2 separate regions of the Sus scrofa genome follow, and region 2 is linked to region 1. Evidence: chromatin contacts called from public HiChIP or PLAC-seq data. All regions are on one chromosome and are shown on one strand. The core of a region is the stretch at or near the end of the contact, and the rest is flanking DNA. Distances in the headings are between cores, read along the strand shown.

Region 1 (6,298 bases), core at 1,653-4,152:
GCCAGCCAGAGCCATGCCAGATCCAAGCTGCGTCTGCGACCTACACCACAGCTCACGGCAACGCCGGATCCTTAACCCACTGAACAAGGCCAGGGATGGAACCCGCAACCTCATGGTTCCTAGTCGGATTCGTTAACCACTGCGCCATGACGGGAACTCCAGATTAAACAATTTCACTGAAGGGACAGGAAGAATCAGGTGCTGATCTCAGTAACTTTGGAAATATGTAGAGTCTGCAAGACTAGAGGCAAAAGGAACTGTGCATGTGCACTATACTCCAGTTAATCAAGTTATTTCCGACATGGGCCACAGTTAACAATTCTGAAAGTACTATACATGTACACTGGAAATGAACAATTAAGTAAATGGGATAATGGGAACTAGGTTTGTCGCCACTGGAGTAGAAGGTTACAATAAGCCAGAGGCAGCTAGAATGATCCATGTGGAATGGATGGGAGTTGCGGATATCAGAATGAACCCATGTTTAGCTTAATATAGATACAGACGGCTACGTACGTATTTGTAGATATGTGTGTGCTGTGTGTGCGTAGGTTAGTATACACACTCAGATCTCTCGCTCGATCAGCTAAGAGGTCCTAGAAACAGAGGCATCCCAGTAGCAATGCGTACACCTCGCACTCAGATCTTTTTGTCTAATACCATTCTCCAATAATGGAGAAATGATTAATTCTAGGTCTGAAGGAGAAAATATACAAGATGAACCAGAAAGTAAGAAAGTGTCCAAAAATGCCAAAACATACTGATTAGGATATGTCAAAGGGATAGAGGAGCCACTTCAAAGAGCTCCCAATTGCCAAAGTCTGAACAATTTGCACAACAAAATAAAAAAGATACTACTGGATTATAACCCAAAGTATAAAATCCAAGACCATACTGATATAAACAATTTAATATGTAGACAAATTTCCCATGGAAATTCCAAACAATTTACGTAGATAATCTGCCTTTAAGTGTGAAGTATAATTCCATATTCCTTAAGTGTGGTCTATGCATAATGACTTCCTTCCAAGAGTACGATATGGAAAAGTAGGGGAAGGAGAGTAACTTCACAGTGGAAAACCTTGACTAACTCCAGCTGGTGATCTGGGTTAACATCAACGGTGATAACCTGCACTGACAGATACACCCTTACTGTGATGTGATGAGAATGGCACTTTACCTCTGTGGTCTTCCTCCCCTAACCCTGAAACTCCAATCTCATAAGAAAAACAAATCCCAATTGGGAATAATTTTACAAGATACCTGACAAGTAATAATACTCAAAACTGTCAAGTTTATCTAAAACAAGGAAAGTCTGACAAACTATCACAGTCCTAGGAGCCTAAGGAGACACAACTACCAAATATAATGTGGGATCCTGGAACAGAAAAAGAACATTAGGAGAAAACGGAGCAAATGTGAAGCATGGACTTTAGCTAATAGTAACTTACTGGAGTTCCCGTAGTGACTCAAAGGAAACGAATCTGACATCATGAGGATGTGAGTTCGATCCCTGGCCTCACTCAGTGGGTTAAGGATCCTGAGTTGCTGTGAGCTGTGGTGTAGGTCGCAGACGCGGCTCAGATCTTGTATTGCTGCAGCTGTGGCATAGGTCGGCAGCTACAGCTCTGATTAGACCCCTAGCCTGGGAACCTCCATATGCCATGCGTGCCGACCTAAAAAGACACACACCCCACAAATATTAATAACTTACTGACATTGGTTCATTAATTGTGACGAAAGTACTATATGCTATTGTAGAATGTTAGCAATTGGGTAAATGGGAGTTGTATATGGGAACTCACTGTCCTATCTTCACAATAATTTTGTAAATCTAAAATTGTTCTAAATAAGAAGTTTACTGGGGAAAAAGGTCAACATTCCAAAATAAATAACCCCTAAGACATGTCTAGCTGTCCAGACTTAGCAAGTAGAAACAAAGTCTTCACTAAGACTGAAAAACCCAGATTCCAAATATGTTGGTAGGGGATTCCTGGCTTTGAATGAAATGATTTTTAAATTGTGTCCTGAGAATTCAACAGAAACTCAGTGTCAAGAATCACTGCCTTAGAGACATGGGCTATATACCCAGACCCATCCCATTAAAGTCCCCAAGAACTACCCAAAACTGGGTTAGAGTTATGTCCTATGCAAAGGTAATCCATCCCCCACAGCAATCAGAATCAGCAGCCAGTGGGCTGAAACTGGTGGGCAGATGTCCCGCAATTTGGAATTACTAAAAAGTAAAACGTTTCAGTCATTTCCCACTTCTCCTAAAAACAAACAATTCGGCAAACAAACACGCACTGTGCACTTACTAAGGCGCTTTGCCTCCACCACCGCCTTTAATCCTCGGATCAAGTCTAAGAGCCCATTTTACAGAGATGGAAATTGAGAACCAGAGATAGTCCCCAGTTACAGAGCAATACAGGTACACTCAGGGGTCGAACCCCAGGCCAGACTGACTCCGGAGCTCTGGCTAATCCTAATGCTCCGCCCGTGGAAAGAAAGGACAGGTCAAATCTGCAAGGAACACCGAGTTTTGGCCCTGGCTCAAAACTAAGGCGCTGGGCTGCAGCAACCGAGGCCCTCTGCCTCGCTGGGACTCAAACCTCCCTCTCCAAGTAACTTCCGAATGCTTGGAAGCGCCCCAGGAAGTTATTTACTTTAGGCACCAAGCGCAGCTCTGCGACCAAGCGCCTCCGAGACAGCCGGACCGGGCCGGCGCCGGAGCCCAACCCCTCTCGGTTCCGCAGCCAGTACTACTCCGCCCAACCCTCAAAGCACCGCCGGGCCCCTACAGCCGCAAAACTCACCTCCCGCGCCGCCGCGGCACTGCCCCGGAAGTGGTTCCCCGTGACACTCCCCCATCCCGGAAGTGACGTTCCTGAGCAACCAGCGGACTCGGTTCCGCCCGCCAGCGTTGTTAGAATTTGTGGATACTGGCTCTGGGCTTTGTTAGACGTTTGTCCCGATTGTGTCGGTTTTAGATGGAGGGAGAGATCTGCGGAGGTGAGGTCCAGACGCCTCGGTTCTCCCAGCGGCTTTATCACACCCCATTTCAGGAAATGTTTATACACATTTGCAGAAGCCTTACTCTTTTTTTTTTTTTTTTTTTTTTTTTTTAAGTATAGTTGATTTACAGTGTTGTATAAGTTTCAGGTGTACAGCAAAGTGATTCAGTTATACACATAGATATATTCTTTTTCAGATTCTTTTCCTTCATAGGTTATTATAAGACATAGAATATAGTTCCCTGTGCTCTACAGTAGGACTTTGTCAATCATTTTGTGTATAGTTGTCTATGTCTGTTAATCCCAAACTCCTAATTTATTGCTCCTCCCCTCCCCCTTTGGCAACCGTAAGTTTTCTATGTCCATCAGTCTATTTCTGTTTTGTAAATAAGTTCATTTGTTTTTTTTTTTTTTGTTTTTTTTTTTTTTTTGCTTTTTTTAGGGCTGCATCTGCAGCATGTGGAGGTTCCCAGGCTAGGGGTGGAATGTGAGGTGTAGCTGCCTGCCTACACCAGAGCCACAGCAACGCCAGATCCCAGCGGAGTCTGTGACCTACACCACAACTCATGGCCACACCAGATCCTTAACCCACTGAGCAAGGCCAGGGATCCAACCTTCATGCTCATGGATACTAGTCAGATTCGTTAACCACTGAGCCACAATGGGAACTCCTCATTTGTATCTTTTTTTTTTTTTTTTAGATTCCACATATAAGTGATGTCATAGGATTTGTCACTCTATTTTTTATTTTTAAAATTTTTATTTTATTGTATTATTATTTTGCTTTTTAGGGCCACACCTGCAGCATATGGAAGTTCCCAGGCTAGGGGTTGAATCAGAGCTACAGTTACCAGTCTACACCACAGCCACAGCCACAGGCAATGCTAGATCTGAGCCACATCTGCAACTTACACTGAAGCTCACAGCAACGCCAGATCCTTAACCCACTGATGAGGGCCAGGGATTAACCCTCGTCCTCATGGATACTAGTCAGATTCGTTACTGCTGAACCACGAGGGGACTCCTATTTTTAGTTTTTTAAGGAAACTCATACTGTTTTCTATAGTGGCAGCACCAATTTACATTCCTACCAACAGTGAAGGGGGGTTCTCTTTCCTCCACACACTCTCCAGCATTTATTATTTGTAGACTTTTTGATGATGGCCATTCTGACTGATCTGATGTGATGCCTTAGTGTAGATTTGACTTGCATTGTATAGAAGCCTTAACTCTATGCTAGGGCCTGAGCTAAGAGCCTGCAATGCAGAGAGGAGACAAACAAGCACAGTTTTATAATTCAGACAGAAGCAGATTAATAGAATTCATTCAAAACATTCACTGAGTACCTAATCTATGCCTTGTGCTAGTTGCTGAACCACAGAGATGTGGTCTCAGCCCTTATGGGCAGCTTACAGTTTGAACACATTATCATAAAATGTGATGTGTTTGGCTGACAGTACAGAGTTCCTGACTGAGTATAGGTAGGGCATGTAATGGTAAGAAAGGAGAATTAGTAGGACATGGTAACCAGCTTCCACTATAGACCTGGATGATTCTTTTTTTTTTTTTTTTCTTTTTCTTTTTAGGACCCCGCCTTCAGCATAAGAAATTTCCCAGGCTAGGGGTTGAATTGGAACTGCACCTGCCAGCCTATACCACAGCTGGATCTGAGCTGCATCTGCGACCTATGCCACAGCTTGAAGCAGCACCAGATCCTTAACCCACTGAGCGAGGCTGGGGATCAAACCCACATCCTCATGAATACCAGCCATGTTCTTATCCCACTGAGCCACAATGGGAACTCCAAGAATGAATCTCCTATTTTTTTTTTTAATTTTATGGCTGCATCAGCAGCATATTGAAGTTCCTGGGCCAGGGGTTGAATCCGAGCCACAGCTGCAGCGTACACTGCAACTGCAGCAATCCAGATCCTTTAATCCACCACACTGGACCAGGGATTGGACCCACACTTCTGCAGCAACCAGAGCCGCTGCAATCAGGTTCTTAACCCACTGTGCCATGGCAGGAACTCAGACCTGGATGATTCTTGACTGCTGGTATCTATGCCCTTGTATGGCCCCTTCCCACATTGAATAGGGCTGACAGATAACAGCCAATAGGATACTGTGGAAATCATGGAGTATGAGTTCCAAGATTAAGACATAAAAGACGGAGTTCCTGTCGTGGCGCAGTGGTTAACGAATCCGACTAGGAGCCATGAGGTTGCGGGTTCGGTCCCTGCCACCTTGCTCAGTGGGTTAACGATCAGGTGTTGCCGTGAGCTGTGGTGTAGGTTGTAGACGTGGCTCGGATCCCGCGTTGCTGTGGCTCTGGCGTAGGCCGGTGGCTACAGCTCCAATTTGACCCCTAGTCTGGGAACCTCCATAGCAAAAAGACAAAAAAAAAAAAAAAAAAAGACGTAAAAGACATTGTTCTTCCTTGATCATTCATGGGATTCATGTTGTAAGGACACTCAAGCAGCCCTGGGGAGAGGTTTGCTTATATAATAGCTAAGCCTCTTGCCAACAACCAACTCCAACTTGCCAGCCATGTCTGTGTGCTATCTTGGGAGTGGATCCTCCAGTCAAAGCTTCAGATGACTACAGCTCTGGTCAAATCTTGAATATAATCTCATGAGAGACCTTGAGCCAGAAACACTCAGAAAAATGACTCTCAAATTCCTGACCCACAGAAATTGTGAAATAAAAATATCACTGTTTTAAACCTGAGTTTCAGGGTAATTTGCTTTCTGCATAGATAGCTAGTACAGAGAAGATCAAGGAGGAGGGGCTGGATGCTAGAGATTCAAAAAAGAATGAGACGTACTCTTACTCTCAAGGAACTCACTCTCTCTTGAAAGACACAGACAGAAATAATTATAATTCACTCAACATCCCCTAATCCCATGCTATGTGAGATGATATGGAGGGTCTAAAGATGTATTATTTATGCATTCACTCAAGAAATATTTGTGGAGTTTCTGCTCTGGATCATACACTGTGGAATCAGCAAGGCAATAATGAGTATATAGGTCCTACCCTCACTGTTTACAGATGAGGGGTTATCTGACACCCTCATTAATCGATTGCAAAGAAATGTATACTTGTGAGCCATGAAATGTGTAGGGAGAAGAGGAAACCAAGAGAAAATAAGCAACATGGGAGATACAATCAAGAAAAGGTGATCAAGGAGTTCTTATTGTGGCCTAGCGGGCTAAGCACTCTACCCAGTATCTGGGAGGATGCAGGTTTGATCCTTGGCCTTGAGGGTAAGATTAGGTCTCA
Region 2 (6,298 bases), core at 2,189-4,688, 50 kb before region 1:
CCCCACCTCACTCCCAGCTTCCAGCCACCCTGCATGGCACTGCCCCAACGCTGGCTCTCAGCCTCTCCTGGCTTCCTGCTACCGAACTCCTATTCTACTTTAAAGCCCAGCCTCAAATGCCTACTCCTCTTGTACCTGATCTGGGCCCCCACAGAGTACCTGGAGTCCAGCCCACATATCTAGTTGCACCAGGCACCTTGGGCAGCTCTGCACCCCTGGTCTCCAACATGGGGCTGTTGACACGGGGGATACCAGTCAGCCCCCTGTGTGAAGATGAAGGCCAAACCCCTCCCCAAGGCCCAGATGGCCCCACATGGTCCAGCCCTGCTGATAACAACCCCCCATTTCACCTCTGACCCCCTCCCCTTAATTTTCTGTGCTCCAGACTCACAGGCCCTCCCATTGTTTCTCCATAACGGCACACACTCCCCCACCTCAGGACCCTTGCACGTGGAGGTCCCCTGCCTGGTAAGCCCTATCCGTAGCTCCATGCCTGGCCAACTCCTCCATGCTTCGGGATTCCTCTGCGCCTCACATCTCTCTCTAAGCCCTTATCACATCGTGATTACATATTAATATATTTGGCAACTTGTTTGCTACTTAGCTCACCCTCCAGACTTAACTTTCCTGGCAGCCAGGGACCTGTCCACAATTCCCCAGCAAGGACACCCCCCCACTCCCCACCCCCCCAAGGCTGACCACTCCCCACAACCCAGGGGCCCTGGGAAGTAGCTGAGCACGCTCTCCCCTTCTCGGTTGAGCAAACTCCTGCTTCCTCTCATCACCGCCTCCTGGAAGCCTCCAGATGCCTCCTACAGCTCCCACTGCTAACCCATCCCCACACTGCTCGGCCCAAGTTCAAAGCTCCTAGAACATCATCGGTGCCTGTATCAGGCAGATTTGGGGAAATGGGGTCAGTGAGGACCAAGGGATGTCAGCAGGACACGGAGCCATCTCCCCCCGGTTCCTGGGGCTTGGGGGAGCCAGACAACACCTCCATCCCAGGTCACAATCAAGGAAGAAGTCAATGTAGGAACTGGCTGTGAGCTGGGGATCATTCATGCTCCAGGAAAAGGCTAGGGGAGGTGGGAGAAAGCCAGGCGGCCTTCCTGGGAGAGGTGGGCTTTGAGCTAAGCCTTAAAGAGCAAGAGCAGATAAGCAGCTCATAGAGGAGAGGGCCCTCCCAGCAGCAGGGACACCTTCAGGAGCCAAGCCCCAGGGGCCGCACAGGAGGGCCTGGGCAGGCAGTCAGCTGAGAGAGGTGACACACTGTAAATCACTTCCCTGGGTGGAAAGACCACATCACCAAGGCACACACATCACCACATCACTAAAAGGGCCGCGTGGCTTCCATACAATCACTCATCGGTATAGTCTTTTCCAGCCCTGTCCTCTGCCTGTTCGCACACTGGGAAACCACTGCTCCCCCCTCATCGGAAGGGTGCATGGGCAGCCAGACCAGGGATTCTGAGGTCGAGGCTCTCACTCCAGCTTCAAGCTGTGTGGGCCTGGTCAAGTCCCTTCCCCTCTCTGAGCCTCGGTTTCTCACCAGCAAAACGAGGCTACATGAGAGTCCCTCCCTCATAGGAGGCGCTCAGAAGATGTCAGCAGTGATCATGATCACTGGCCCATTTTATACTTAACAAAACTGAGGCCAGCGGGAGCCACGTACTGCCTAAGGTCACACAGCTGCTGGGGGACAAAATGGTGCTCAGGGCTATTTCTTTCTCAAGGGTTTAGGAGTGGCTTCGGGGGCACCCAATCCATCTTCTTCTGGGGATGCACCCCACTTGGGCCAACAACTTCACCTCCCAGCCACCTTTTTTTAGGCAATTCATCCAGTAAGGTGTGCATTTATTGAACACCTATTACATGCCGAGCCCCTACATGCAGAAGCACAGAGATTCTTCCCCTGAGGATGCCCACTGCACACACATGGACTCAGAGGCGCGCGGTCCCTTGGCCCAGGTCACCTATGAGATGAGAAGCCTACAGCTGTTTTGTCTCCCCAGCCAGGAGGCCAGAAGAGGGTCAGCACAGGACCAGCCAGATCCATTCTTGAGATCAAGTCTGATCTCAACTGTACTGTGGCTAAGCCTGGACTCACCTCTAGTGACCCAGAGACAGAGTCCCTAAAGCCTGGGAGGCCTGACCCAGGGGCACACAAGGGCTTTGCCACTATCAAGTCTGCCTGAACTGATACCCTATAGGTGAGCCCCTTCTGTTCACCCCATCCTTCCAACAGCCCAGTAGTAAACCCAGCCAGGCCCAAGCTGGGCCTGATGAGGACTCTGAGCTCAGAGAGGTCAGGTAGTTGCCTGAGGACACACAGCAAGGCAAGTAAGTGGTGGTCCCTGTTGGGACTCAAACCCACCACCAATGCCAGCCCGGGCAGGCAGATGGACCCGGCCTGGTGGTGAAATCCCAAAACTTTTGCCAACTTCTGAGCACACAGGCGGCTGGGCCTGCCCAGAGGCAAGTCTAGGGGGCTGTGGGCAGCAGGAACCAAGCACAGTCGGGCCCAGTCCCTTTCAGGCCGTCAGCACCAGGCCCTACCCAAAGCCCCACGAAGACGGGAAAATCCTGGTGCCCTGGCCAAGCACTCCCTCCCGGGCGCCCCCAGGCCCACCCCGCCCGCCCCCTCATCACCTCCCATCCCGGGCTAGGGGCGCCAGGCCGGGCAGCCGCGGCCAGAGGCGGCGCCGACCGGCTCAGATTTCAGATTTGGCCTAGACCTGGCCTGGGGGCTCAGGCCCAGCTCGCGGCTCTCAGGGGCCCGTAGGGGTAAGGTGGGCCGGAGGGGGTTCCAGCGCAGACAGGACCCCTACGCCCCCCCACAGAGCCCCCTCCCCCCCACCCCCAGGCATCACAACAAAAGGCCGCACCAGGCACGTCCCCGTGCGCCGGCCCAGCGCTCCTGGATCGCAGCTCGGCCCGGGGGTGGGTGGGGGGAAAAGGGGGGGCCAGGAGCCCCAGCGGCCCGGCGATCCGACGCCAGGGTGGTCCCCGGGCAGGGGCTCCCTCACTCGGGCGGGGACCGGGAGCCGGCGGCGGGGTGGGGGGCGCTCACCTGGGCCAGCGGACAGGCGGACGCACCGGCAGGCAGACGCACGGGAGGAAGGACCTCCGGACGGCCAAGGGTTCGGGCACACGGCGGCCAGGCCGCTCCGGCTCCCAGGCCGGAATGGATTCCCGGCCGGGAGAGACAGATCGAGAGAGAAAGGGAGAGGGAGGAGGAGGAGGAGGAGGAGGAGGAGGCGGCGGCTCAGGGAGGGGAAGAGGAGGGAGGGAGCGCGCGAGCAGGGAGGAGGGGCCCGGCAGGCCGCCGGGAGGAGGAGGAAGGAGGAAGCGCGCCGGGACGGATTCCCCGCCGGTGACCTGGGATAGACCCAGGCGCGGGCCACCCCCGCCCCCCAACCCTGGGGTCCGGGCGGGCGGGGAATGGGGGGCGGAGGCACCGGGCACGGAAGCCCCGCCCCCCACCCCGCCCCAAGAGAGTCCCTACCCTTTGGGACACCCATCAGCCCTCACGCGAAAATGCCCACCCTCACTGCCCCCAATCCACCTACCCTGTTTACCCCAAATCTACCTCTCCCGAAATTATCAGTAATAATAATAACTGCAGCACTGATGGAGTGCTCACTCCTTGCCAGGTGCCACGCTAAGCTATTCAGGTCAACTTTATGATCTATTCGTACCAACCAGCTGGGCTGGGCAGACCCAAGATTATCCCTATTTTATAGAGAAAGAAACTGAGGCACAGAGAAGGGAATCACCTGACAAGAACCAGGTCTTGGGATTTCCTGTTGTGGTGCAGCAGAAACAAATCCGTCTAGCATCCTTGATCCCTGGCCTCCCTCAGTGGGTTAAGGATCAGATGTTGCCGTGAGCTGTGGTATAGGTCACAGACAGGGCTTGGATCCTGCGTTGCTGCGGCTGTGGTGTAGGCCAGCAGCTGTAGCTCCAATTTGACCCCTAGCCTGGGAACTTCTATATGCTGCGGGTGTGGCCCTAAAACAAACAAAAAAAAATAGGCCTTGGACCCTGGCCTTGACCTGAGTTTCCTTGACCTGAGTTTCCCAAAGTGGGGACTGGAGCAGAAAGGACAGTGTGGGAAAGAGTAACGTTTATTTTAATAGATATGTATTCCTTTTAATGGATAGAAGAGAAAAAAAACTAAGGCAGCCTATCCAATGTCAGCCAGTCCAGATACTCCTACTTAGGATGGGGCTGAAATAGGTGTTTAGTGGCACTTATACTTCCATGTAAATGAAGAGGCTGAGGACCTCTGGACGCAGGGGGCAGAGAGTATAGCAGAGAAAGGAGGGGACATTGAGGAAAGGCTGGTTTAGCTACAGAGCCTCCTGCACCACCTATTCCCCCTCTGGCTTCAGGACTGCCCTCTTGAGGGTGGGTGCTGTATCCTTGGTTCTTCGCACGTTACAGCACAGGGGAAGGGAGGGCCCGAACCCAGCTTTAAATACCACCATCTGGAGTTCCATTGTGGCTCGGCGGAAAAGAATCCTACTAGGAACCGCGAAGTTGCAGGTTTGATCCCTGGCCTCACTCAGTGGGTTAGGGATCCGGCGTTGCTGTGAGCTGTGGTGTTGGTCGCAGATGAGGCTCAGATCTGGCCTTGCTGTGGCTGTGGCCTAGGCCAGCGGCAACAGCTCCGATTAGACCCCTAGCCTGGGAACCTCCACATGCCGCGGGTGTGGCCTTAAAAAGACAAAAGACAAAAAATAAATAAACAAATAATAAATAAATGCCATCCTCTGCCTCCACTTTCCTTCTCAGAAAGTTTTCCCATTTCACAGATGGGAAACTAAGGCCCAGCAGGGTCAAATGGTGTCAGGTTTGGGCTTCTCCTTCTGAGAGGAGCTGGGAGGGGAATCAGGGTACAATATAGTATCCAGGAGACCAGGAATGAGCAAGGCCTGGAGCCAGACTGATCGCCGCCTGCTATACCTTTGTACAAGCCCATCGACTTCCCCAGTCCAGTCCCCTCACCTACGAAACGGGAGCAAACACGGCCTCCGAGGACTCCTGGGAAGGTTAGAACTGACAAGGTTGGGAGTAGCTGAGGTTGCGCGCCATGAATGGCAACTACCATGGTTGGTAAACTAAGGCCAGAGGGGAAAGGGGCTGCTTGAAGTCTCCTGGAAATGCAGCAGCAGAGCCAGCCCCAGAAGCCGGCCTGGGCTGGTGAAATGGCTGCACGTATTTGCAAGGCTGGCTTAAAGATTAACCGTGGCTTCCCGAGATACCGGGCAGGGCCCCCAGCTGGAGTAGCAGGTTTCTCAGCCCTTGTTCACTCCTCAGATAGGCCTGAGGCCTTGACTGGAGACCCAGGCTACGGGTGGGAGGTTCATCCAGTGTGTGCTGGGGCTGGCCCTCACCACTCTTCATCTGCAAGAGCCGACTATATTCATCTCTTCCCAAAGCCAGGTTCAGGGCTGTCATGTTGGTAGCTTGATATCAGCCATGTTGGAACTATTAACACCTTGGAAATCAGCAAATTCTACAAATCAAGGCTTTTTTCCTGCCCGAGAGCTAGCTGTTAAATATTTACCAGCACATGACTAGATTCATCTCTAGGAATTCGACAGAAAGTTGGGCTTCCTTTAGAGCTAGGATGGCAGAGGGCTTAAAGGCACAAACTTTGGACCCACAGACCTGGGTTTAAGTCCCATCTCTACCCCTTCATGGATATGTGACTTTAAGCCTGCCTTTTCTCTGAACCTCACTATGCCAGCCTGCAAAATGGGTAAAGATGGTGCATCCCTCAGGCGGCTCACGTGAGGATGAAGCGACTTACACCCAGCATGTCCGAGCCCTCATTCACACCTATGCACTCTCTTGGAAGAGTCAGGGCAACAAATCTGGGCTCCGAGCACAGATGCCACCTTCCACCTGGAGCCACCACTGGTTTGGCTCAGAAGTTGATAGTCTCAGGAGGATGTGGCCAGCACACTGGTTTCATGATGGAGTGTTGGAAAAGTTCATTATTTTCATCCACCCCTCTGGGCCTTCACTCAGGCTGTAACCCCTACCAGGAATGCTCATGCCACATCCCTGTCCACCAAGACCCCGAGTAAGTGCCACCTCCTCCAGGACATGCTTCCTGAAAGAAATACTCTGATGGAGGCACATCCCAAGCCATTTGGGGAGTTCCCATCGTGGCTCAGCAGGTTAAGAACCCAACTAGTATCCATAAAGATGCAGGTTCAATCCCTGGCCTCTCTCAGCAGGTTAAGGATCCAGGGTTGCCACAAGTTGTGGCATAGGTTGTGGATGC

Evidence for each region. HiChIP or PLAC-seq counts read pairs in DNA pulled down with a chosen protein or histone mark.
Region 2: an H3K27ac HiChIP or PLAC-seq map of alveolar macrophages shows a contact between it and region 1. The contact joins the promoter of SRC here to the promoter of MANBAL in region 1. A contact is called at or near these places in 2 of 47 Hi-C or Micro-C datasets (alveolar macrophages and blood) and 2 of 2 datasets of contacts at active chromatin or transcription factors (alveolar macrophages and skeletal muscle).

What each region holds. Positions count from the first base shown.
Region 1 is chr17:40,417,349-40,423,646 of Sscrofa11.1, reverse strand. It overlaps MANBAL (protein MANBAL), which reads right to left and starts at 2,902. Exons shown (of 4, transcript XM_005672921.3): 1 at 2,817-2,902.
Region 2 is chr17:40,468,110-40,474,407 of Sscrofa11.1, reverse strand. SRC (proto-oncogene tyrosine-protein kinase Src) reads right to left here and starts at 3,438. Exons shown (of 14, transcript XM_021077973.1): 1 at 3,071-3,438.